Regions from separate parts of the Pan troglodytes genome. Here region 1 is linked to region 2. Evidence: chromatin contacts called from public Hi-C data. All regions are on one chromosome and are shown on one strand. Each heading gives the region's core, a stretch centred on a gene start, on an enhancer-like site or on the middle of the called end of the contact. The rest is flanking DNA. Distances are from core to core; before and after follow the strand shown. Region 1 holds the start of SUGT1 (SGT1 homolog, MIS12 kinetochore complex assembly cochaperone). Region 2 holds the start of VPS36 (vacuolar protein sorting 36 homolog).

Region 1 (5,243 bases), core at 2,706-5,205, 290 kb before region 2:
AAATACGATTAAGTTGGAACATATTAGAAGCAGAGAGACTTGCTAATGGGTGAACATGTGGGATAAGAGAAACTGAAGATGACTCCAGGGTGTTGGGCTTGCCTAGATCCGTATGTGACATCCAGGAATCACTCAATGAAAAGTATTGATTTTTCTTCTTGCAGACTTTTTTCAGCCTTTTCCCCGGTCTCTACTTTGACTGCATCTCCTTTGCCATAGAATACAAAAATATTTGCCTCTCTAGTCTTAATCTTCTCAAAGTCACTAATAACCCCTTATAAAATCCAACTGATTCCTATCTGACTTGATCTCTCTGTGGCCCTTGACAATAATAACCAGGCCTTTCAGCTTACTATTCTGCTGCCTCTTAAAAACGAATGTTCTCCTTGGGCTCAGTACTTAAGACTTCTTCCCCTCTACAAACATTCTTTGATTCCTTAACTACTGGGGGGCTTCACATATGTGTTGATGCATGCTGATGACTCAAGTCTATCTTGAGCCTAGACAGTGGTCCTGAGCAACATCAGCGTATAGTTTTCTCTAAACTTTACCTGAAATGTCCCAGAGGCAACTCATATACAAATATTCACAATCTAAAACTACTTTCTCTCCTCAAACCTATTCCCCCATGCTGAAGGCAATCTTCTAAGTGCTATCATCCTAAGTGCTATCTAAATGAATGGCACCAGTTCCTACAACATTCCCCCAGCCAGAAACTCAGGAGACATCCCTTATATTCTAATCGTCACCAAGTCCGGTGCATTTTACATAAAACAACTCACCTCCATGCCCTCAATCACTGCCCTACATGCAGATATTCATCTTTGACCCGGTCTGCACTACCATGTTCCTGCTATCCACTATCCCTTGTGCCTCCTCCAATTCGCTATCTACTCTGCTTTTAAAGTAGGTTTTGTAATTCAGAAAATTTCATTTTCCTTCCTCCAAATTCTTGACGGATCTCCATAATCATATGATAAAACTGAAAACCCTGTGCTGGGATTTAATGCCTTTGATGGCCCGGCCTCACTGTCGCCTGGGCTGGAGTGCAATGGCGCGATCTCAGCTCACTGTAACCTCCACCTCCAGGGTTCAAGTGATTCTCCTGCCTCAGCCTCGCAGGTAGCTGATTACGGCTGCCCACCACCATGCCCGGCTAATTTTTTGTATTTTTAATAGAGACGGGGTTTCACCATGTTGGCCAGGCTGGTCTCGAATTCCTGACCTCGTGATCCGCCCGCCTCGGCCTCCCAGAGTGATGGGACTATAGGCGTGAGCCACCGCGCCCGGCTGCACTTCTAATGAATTGCCAGGTGATGCTGATAATGCTGGTCCAAGAGCCATACATTAAAAACCAAGGTACTAATACTAGCCACATGACTATCCTAGGCAATTCTTCTCCTAGGTACATACAACCAAAAGAAATGCATGTGTTCACCAAAATACATGTACAAGAGTATTCACAGAAGCTTTATGTTAGCTAATAACTGGAAATAACCCAGATGTCCACTGTTAGAATAAATTGCGCCGTACTTACGGCTATACAACATATATTTATACAATGGAATATTACACAGCAATGCGAAAGAACTACTACTTCACACAATATGAATGTATACTTATGTAATCATTAAAGCAAAAACAGAGTGTCTACATTCAATAAAGCACCTACTGTATGATTCTGTTTATGAGTCAAGAACAAACAAAACTAACTGATGGTGATGGAGGTCAAAACAGGAGTCAGCAGGACAGTAAGAAGAATTACTGGCTGAGAAGAAGCATTATGAATGGAGATACTCTGTATCTTAATCTGGTGGTGTAAACATGTGAAAACTCATCAAACTATAGACTTAAAATCTGTGTTATTTACATAAATCATATATGCCTCCATAAAAATTTTTAAAGTAAAAGAAGATGGAAAGTGACAGTAAAATTCATTATGTTAATACTGTTTAAAAGCAACTTTTATATAAACTGGATTCCCAAAGGAAGCACTAGGTCTAACACGACAATAACAAATGTCAATTAAAAGTAATAGCTGTCTAGCTAATACAAGAAATTATGGAGAAAAATTCTCAGTGCTTCCTGTAACATTATACCCAAACTCATCCCAGAAGCCTTACTCCCAGTATCTAAAGGTCTGTATATTTAGGTGTAAAAAACATACCTGGACCCTAAAAGGCCTTATAGGACCTGGCTCCTAGTTTCCTGTCCAACCTCTCTTAATCAAATGGGCCCTCTAATAAAAAGGGCCTTTTTGTTGCTTCACATACAGGCCAACTTCATTCCTACCTCAGGATCTGCACTGGCTCTTGGTCCTGCCTGGAATATTCTTTCCCCAGAGCTTCCAAGTTAATTCCCTTGTTCCTTCAAATCTCCACTCAAAGATCTCCTCAACGGAGGCTCTAGTACCATGTGGCACATTTCTTATAAAACTCATAGCTAGAAAAGACGCTGTCTTGCCTCAAATTGTTAAACGTAACAGCAAAACAGGTTTCCTCTTTTCTGTGATTTAACGCAAAAACAAACAAAAACTCCTGGCTAAATTCTGTGACCCGCAGCATCATTTATCTTTAGGTTCTCCTTTAATTCTTATTACTTAACTCTTGATCTTTTACATTCCTTTACAGCTTTACGGTTTGTCTTCATTGCACACCTCCAAAAAGTGAGTTCTAGGTTAGCTGAGTATATAACCAAGACTTTAACCCACAGCAATCAGCGCCTTTGCACACAGCCACTCCAAAAAAAATTTTGATGAATATACAAATGAGTGAATAATGAATTGTGATAAGACATCTGGAAAGTTTCAGGGACGTGAGGGAAAAGGGTTTTGCTCCAGTAGACTAACTTCCTACCGACACTTTTACATAAGAATGGCAAGAATTATTGTCAAACGAAAAAATTAACTTCATCGAGCCCAGAGTCCACTTCTCTAATCATAAATGTCATTTTTAAAAAAATCCTTTCAGCCAAACTACAAATGCCAACCATGCTCCCAAGAAATAGAGGAGGTTTTTCTCAGGAGCTGTAGGGAGTGGAAAGGGCAAGACAGGAGTCTGGGGTAACGCGGCTACCGTGTAACAGAGAAAAGAGACCGAGAATCTCAATACCGGAGCTGAGACGCAGCATCAACAGGAGCCTGGGTCCCTGTCCGGCGGTGCGGGGAGAAGGCGGGTCAGCGGGGACCCGAAGTGGCCCAGCTCCCCTAAGAAGAGTGGAGGAAGCAGAAATGGGCTCTCTCACCTCTAACGCCGCCTGGGGGTCCTCGTCGATTAGGGCATCCGAGAAGCTCTGGAAAAACCTGTCAGGAAAACAACGACTTCAGCAGGGCTCACTAGCCAAGGAAAGGGGGATAAAATAAATAGCAAAGGGAAAGAAAAACATGCACCTCTGGGATGTTGCAGTTCCTGCTGCAGCCGCCGCCATCCCTCGTAGTCGCTGTTGCTGCCGCCGGAGCTGCTACTATTACGGTTACCACCTCCACGGCCGCCCAAGGGGGAAACTTCTGGAGAAACACCAACCGAGCTTCCGTCCTAAATAGCCAGCGAGCAGCCACGCAGCGCGCTGCTAGGGGGACGGGAGGCGACACGCCGGCGCGGGGCCGGCTGGGACAGTGGAGGACCGATTCCTCCCAGCCCCACCCCGGCCCAGGACCCGCGCTCCCAGTCCCCGCCCCTCGCAGCCATGGTTACGGAGGCCTGGGGCGTACACGTTCTCCCTCCCTTCCACCGCGCCCACGCCAGCGGGCCCTCCCACGGAGCTTTCAGTAGTAGTTTAGAAGCAGTTTTGTAACGTACTGTCATCCCTAAGGAACGTGTGGCGGTTAGGGGCGTTTGTATGTCTGTTAATAACGCAAGCTACTTCGAGCTCCCATTTTCCCTAGTTTTTATCATGGCTGCCACAGGTAGCCAAGCCCTTTCGCCTCCATTACGTCTTCCGCGGCTGCGTGGTCTCTTCCGGGAGCAGAGGCCCGGATGACGCGTGGATCCCCGCGATCTTTGGGCTGGGAATTCTAAACGGCTGGGACTTGCCGGAAGTCATTCTGCTCTAATAGCGGCAAAAAGCCTTCTGGTTCCTGGGGCGACGCGCCCGGCGGCCGTACTATTCACTTCCCCAGAACGCTACAGCCCAGGCTTTCTTCTTAGTGGGCTTCCCAGACCAAGAAGGGAAACCTTTCATCCGAAGGTACTGAGGGGAGGAAGGTGGCCTGAAGTTATCTCAGTGCCGCTTTGTTTCCCACCCCAGTCGGTCAGCCCTTCCTCAGCGCCCTTTAACCCTTGCAGATCGGATGGAGAAAGCTGCCAGCACGTTCTAGGGATGGGGGCAGATTGAGGAGCGGGAGGGAGTAGTCTTTGTCTAACTTTATACCAGTACCAAACTATGTTAATTTAATGTAGTTTTATAATAAATCTTTAAGTCCTGTAACTTATTCTCCCAAGATTGTTTTGGCTTATTCTACGGCCTTTGTATTTCTAGGTGAATTTTGGAATTAGCTTGTTAAAAAGGGGGGGGGGATTTTTTATTGGGCTCGCATTGAATCTATAGATCTGTTTGGGAAAACTAGTATCTTAACAACAAGTCCTTCAATCCATGAATATCATTCTTCCCCCACCATTTATTTAAGTGGTCTTTAATTTCTCCTGGCAATATTTTGTAGATTGCACATATATCTATATTTTAATGCAGCTGTGCTTGGATAGATTGCAGTATAGAGATCATATATATCTTTCATTAGATTTATTCTTGAGTAGTGTTTTGTATACAATGTTAAATGGCATTTTGACTTTTTTATATTCTACTCGTAAGAATAAACAATATTGATTTTAACATACTGACCTTATATGCAAGCATCTTGCTAAGTTCCCTTGTTATTTGTAATACTCTGTAGATTCTTTCGGAATTTCTGTGATCAAAATCTTGCAATCCACGAATAAAGATGGTTTAACTTCTCTGTAACCTTTATACCTTTTATTTTTATTTATTTTTGCCTTTTGTTGCTGGCTAGTGTTTCCACTATTGAATAAAAACAGTGATAATGGACTTCCTTGTCTTGGTCATAACATCAGGAGGAAAGCATTGAATATCAACTGCTTTTTCTGCCTTTATTGAAATGTTCATTTGTATTTTTTAATGTTACTGTGAATTACCTTGGTTAATTTTCAAATGTTATCTAAATGGCCAATTGTCCTTCTGGACCCCACTGACTCCAGTTGGGATGGCACTGTAAGAAGAGAGGCAGAGTC
Region 2 (4,706 bases), core at 2,003-4,502:
CATTATCTAGTCATAATGAGCCCATGAAAACTGTGCCTGTATAAACAAGCGAGTCTGCATGTATTCATAAGAGGCACTTGGGCGGTGGGAAGAGCAGTCCATTGGATCTGGTTTGCAATTCTAGCTCCACCAGTTACTAGTTGTGTGACCTTAGACAGCTCACAGTTTTCTCAGCTATCACCTGTGGGGTCTCAGTTCCCCGTCTTTGGGAAGATTAGCGGTATTAAACATCATATCAAGGGTGACACCGGTGACTGCTACATTATGAAGTCATTTTTTTTTTTTTTTTTTTGAGACAGAATCTCGCTCTGTTGCCTAGGCTGGAGTGCAGTGGCACAATCTCGGTTCACTGTAGCTCCATGAACAAAGCACAGGCTTTGAGTCTGATCAACAGAGATTTAAATCTTCTCTCTGTGGATCTTAGGCAAGTCACTGTATCTCTTGGCGTTACTTTCTCATTCAGTAAAATACCTCATATTCTGATGAGAGGATTAAATGAGATGATATATACAGCTCTTGGCTCCTAGTAGGTACTTTAATTATTCGGGTTTAAAAAAAATGTGTTTCACACCCACAACCAGCTAGGAGATACAAGGATGAGCAAGGCACACCTTCTGTGCTCCAGAAACATCAGACTAGTCTAGAAGACAGCCATGCACACGCTTGCCCAGGGAATGGGTTGGGATGCAAAACTATGAAGATTAAGCAATCTGGACTGCAGTCCCTAGGCCAAAGGAGCCAGTGAGGCATCCTAAAAGGGAGACTAATTTCACCAGATTTGGGGGCTAATGTGTGTAACCTTGTAAAGTCTCTAGCACCACAGGAGGTCTGGAAACCTTCCAAAAGATGAAGGAAGCCAGGATACCGCACCTTCCCCCAGGAGTCAGCCTGTGCCCCATTCAGCCTAGGGACCGCAAGGCAGCTCAGCAAGTCACTAAGTCCAGCTTTGGGGCACAGTGGTAAGGAGACTCCTCTTAGAGCTCCACTCCAATTTCAAGCTTTTAGAAGAGTTAATTCTGGACTAGATCACAGGGTCTAAAGCAATGTTTTCCCCATGATTTGTTTCTTAAACCTCTGACATCTATATACTTGTCTGCTAATACAAGCAGCAAAAATTTTAAAGTAAAAATTAAAACTTCAACAATGTATCTTTCATATAAAACTACTAATGGTTGTTATTTTACACTGTTTTAAATCTATCACAGCTATACTGCCTGCCAGCAAAGGTGTTCCTAGTCTTCAAATTGGAGTTCCATAGAACAGTATCATGCCATGCTCTGCAAAAGCATGACTTCCTAGTGCTCCCTCAGGGAGTGGCACTGGAGGAGTCTCTGAGGACAGATCTAACACTGTCAACATTCGGTTCCTCTCAAAGGGGAGGCAAAATCAAAACGCCGAGGAAGGGGAGGTGGATTAACCTTCCCATTTTAAATAGTCACAAAGATGTAAATTGGTAAGAAAGGAGAAAAAAATAGCTTGTCACTCCAATCCGGGGATGGAAGACTCATCTTGAGATCAAGATAGTTAAAGTGCCAAGGCAGGCTGGGCACAGTGGCTCAAGAGCCTGTAATCCCAGCTGTTTGGGAGGCCCAGGCGGGCGGATCATTTGAGGTCAGGAGTTAGAGACCAGCCTGGCCAATGTGGTGAAACCCCGTCTCTACTAAATATGCAAAAATTAGCCGGGCATGGTTGCAGGCGCCTGTAATCCCAGTTACTCAGGAGGCTGAGGCAGGAGAATCGCTTGAATCTGGGAGGCGGAGGTTGCAGTGAGCCCAGATCGCGCCACTGCACTCCAGCCTGGCGATAGAGCGAGACTCTGTCTCAAAATTAATTAATTAATTAATTAAATTAAGAAGTGCTAAGGCAGTAAGTGAAGTTAGGTCCAAGCAAATTATTTAAGGAAAAGACCTTTACTCAATAATACAGGCAACACAGCCCATAGAAAATGCCCTAAGAGAGTCAGAGGACCTGGGTCCAATGTCACCTGTGCCTCTAAATAGCTGTAAGCACTTACCGGGAAAAGCTGAGTTGAGGAACTTATATCAAAGTACAGCGGAAAGTGTCGTTAATAAAACGGCAAGGGAAGAGAGGTAGCAAATTAAAACTTCTGGAAATCAAAAATGCTTGTGGGTAAATGAGTTTTAAAATTTTTCTAATTCCAGTTTATCCATTTCAATCCAGGACAAGATATTTCATAGTTTCAACAAAGTATCTACAAAATATTTACTTACACTTCCTATTTCTCCTCTCGATTTGCAAACGCACCTTCTAAGATTTATGCTTGCACTACAAGGCACGGTCTACTATTAATATAACACTTTACAAAACACGCTCAGAACGCCTTTCTAAAGCAATTAGAAAACAAAACAAAAACCCAATAGCCTTTGGCAAGGGCATTCCAATGAAGCACTGATACCTCTTTAGGAAATCCTTTCGAAGCAATCCCTCACCCCTCTGCCCAGATATGCTAATCCCTCCGACTGCACAAGGTCCAAGCTAAAGCTTCCGCTGGGGCACGGACTGTACGGCCACCGCGCCCTCCTCACAGAAAGGCGGAACGGGGCTGTCCGGTGCCGACGCCGAGGTTGGTGTCGTCAGGGGGTCTGGAACCACGCCAAGGAAGTCGACTGCCCGATCTCCGCCCGGCGCCCGCAGACGGCGAGCGCTCCTTCTCCCGGGCATTGCAGCTGTGCGCTCCCGGAAGCATTCCGGGCGGAGGGAAGCGGCCGCGATCCGCGCCTGCTGGGAACCGTGCCAAAGTTGGGACCCGCGCTGGGGAGGCAGCCGAGCGCCCCACGCCGCGTGCTACCGACCGGCGGGGAGCGCAAGAGCGCTGCACCCCGCACAGAGGCCTGCCGGGCCGCCGAGGGCCGTGAGCTAGGCCGGGGACCGGGCCGCGCCGACCCGGGCCGCGCTGAGCCGGGCCGCGCGCCCACCGGGGGTCCCTTCCGCCAGCCCGTTGGGAAGGTTGGCAGACCCCCTACCTTCTCCTCGCCATCGTAGATTCGCACCCCGCGCTGCTGGATCACCAGGGTCTCGTTGATCTCCAGGAGGCCGCTGGTCCAAACGAAGCGGTCCATGGCCGCTGCCACCCAGCCCCGGCCCTCCGAGGCCGCGAGCAGCGCGCCAGGCAGCCTGCGGCGCCCCCTGGCGTCGGACGGGACGGAAGCGAGTCGGGGCGGGTGAGGGACGGAGGGAGCGGCCTGGCAGCGAGCGGGCGCGGCCGCGAGGTGCGCCCGGGGACGTGGAGACGTACGTGGAGCGCCCCCTGGCGGTCCATTAGCCGCCGGCCTTTTAGAACCCTTGATCAGCAGGCGGTCCACCCCATTCTAAATTCAGAGCTTACAGGGACGCGAGGGAGCCCCGACCACAGCTTGGACTTGCTTATTGTGCATTATGCCTGCATGTTTGTGGCAGTTTTCTTGTCAGTGCCCAGAATGTTGCCACATTCGCTAATGATTGTAAATAATCATAACCCCTCTCTTTCAAATGAATATTTATGGCACGCATTGTTTCTGTACAGCTGCAGTCAGTATTACCTGTGCTGCTCTTTTTTTCCCTTTAAGATTATATTGTAACACAAAGGATAAATGCTTGAGGTAACGGATACCTCATTTACCCTGATGTGATTATTATACAGTGTATGCCTGTATCAAAATATCCCATATACCCCAGAAATATATACACCTATGTACCCACACAAATTAATTTTTTTTAACTGGGGGAAACAGATTTTATTTAACCGGGCTTGATGCGCGCGCCTGTATTCCCAGCTGCTTCCGAAGCTGAGGCGGGAGGATTGCTTGAACCCAGGAGTTTGACACCAGTGGGCGACATAGAAAGACCCTTTCCCCCTCCACCCCAACTCCCCCACGCCACTCCACGCCCCCACCCCCAGGCTCAGAAAAAAAAGATTATTTTTATTTAGGCATTTTCAATATTAATACAGACCTCATGCGTGAATTTACATTTCAATATGTAGTTCCTCTATAATTTAGCTGTTTGTTGGTCTGCGCAAAGCCATCCATGGCCGCTGCTCTCACCCACCAGGCGGCCTCGTGCCCCTAGCCATTTCATTTTTGTATTTTGCTTTATAAATGGAACACCTGGCCGGGCGCGGTGGCTCACGTTTGTAATCCCAGCACTTTGGGAGGACAAGGCGGGCGGATCACAAGTCAGGAGTTCGATACCAGCCTGGCTAACATAGAGAAACCCTGTCTCTACTAAAAATACAAAAAATTAGCCCGGCGTGGTGGCGGGTGCCTGTAATCCCAGCTACTCGGGAAGCTGAGGCAAGAGAATCGCTTGAACCCTGGAGGTGGAGGTTGCAGTGAGCCGAGATCGCACCATTGCACTCCAGTCTGAGCGACAGAACGAGACTCTGCTTCAAAAATAATAATAATAAATAATAAATAAATAAATGGAGCACCTTATAGATGTCCTTCTACAACTGATACATATTTTTCTCTTTAGGATTATTTTCTTACAGTGTCTTCCTAAAATAGAATGACTGCTTTAAAGGTTGTGAACACATTTTAGAGAGCCTACCACTTATTGGGGTCTTAACTAAGGCTGCGTGCCCACGTGGGCAGAGGGGCACAGGGGCAGAGGGACAGAAGGCAGGCTTGCTCTCTGCCCCCAGGGCTCCACATTTCCCCCAGTCGTGGAGTCAGTGGTCTGTGGCTAGGCTTTAAAAGAAAGGAAAG

The links. A called contact is a pair of places that touch in the nucleus more often than the background predicts.
Region 1: a contact with region 2 is called in a Hi-C map of stem cell-derived neural progenitor cells, with 4 times the contacts expected there. The contact joins the promoter of SUGT1 here to the promoter of VPS36 in region 2. A contact is called at or near these places in 1 of 7 Hi-C or Micro-C datasets (stem cell-derived neural progenitor cells) and 1 of 1 datasets of contacts at active chromatin or transcription factors (stem cell-derived excitatory neurons).

The regions. Positions count from the first base shown.
Region 1 is chr14:58,143,948-58,149,190 of NHGRI_mPanTro3-v2.0_pri, reverse strand. It overlaps SUGT1 (SGT1 homolog, MIS12 kinetochore complex assembly cochaperone), which reads right to left and starts at 3,955. Exons shown (of 14, transcript XM_063792162.1): 1 at 3,798-3,955; 2 at 3,389-3,505; 3 at 3,244-3,301. The coding sequence starts at 3,426.
Region 2 is chr14:57,853,188-57,857,893 of NHGRI_mPanTro3-v2.0_pri, reverse strand. VPS36 (vacuolar protein sorting 36 homolog) reads right to left here and starts at 3,252. Exons shown (of 14, transcript XM_509796.8): 1 at 2,985-3,252. The coding sequence starts at 3,080.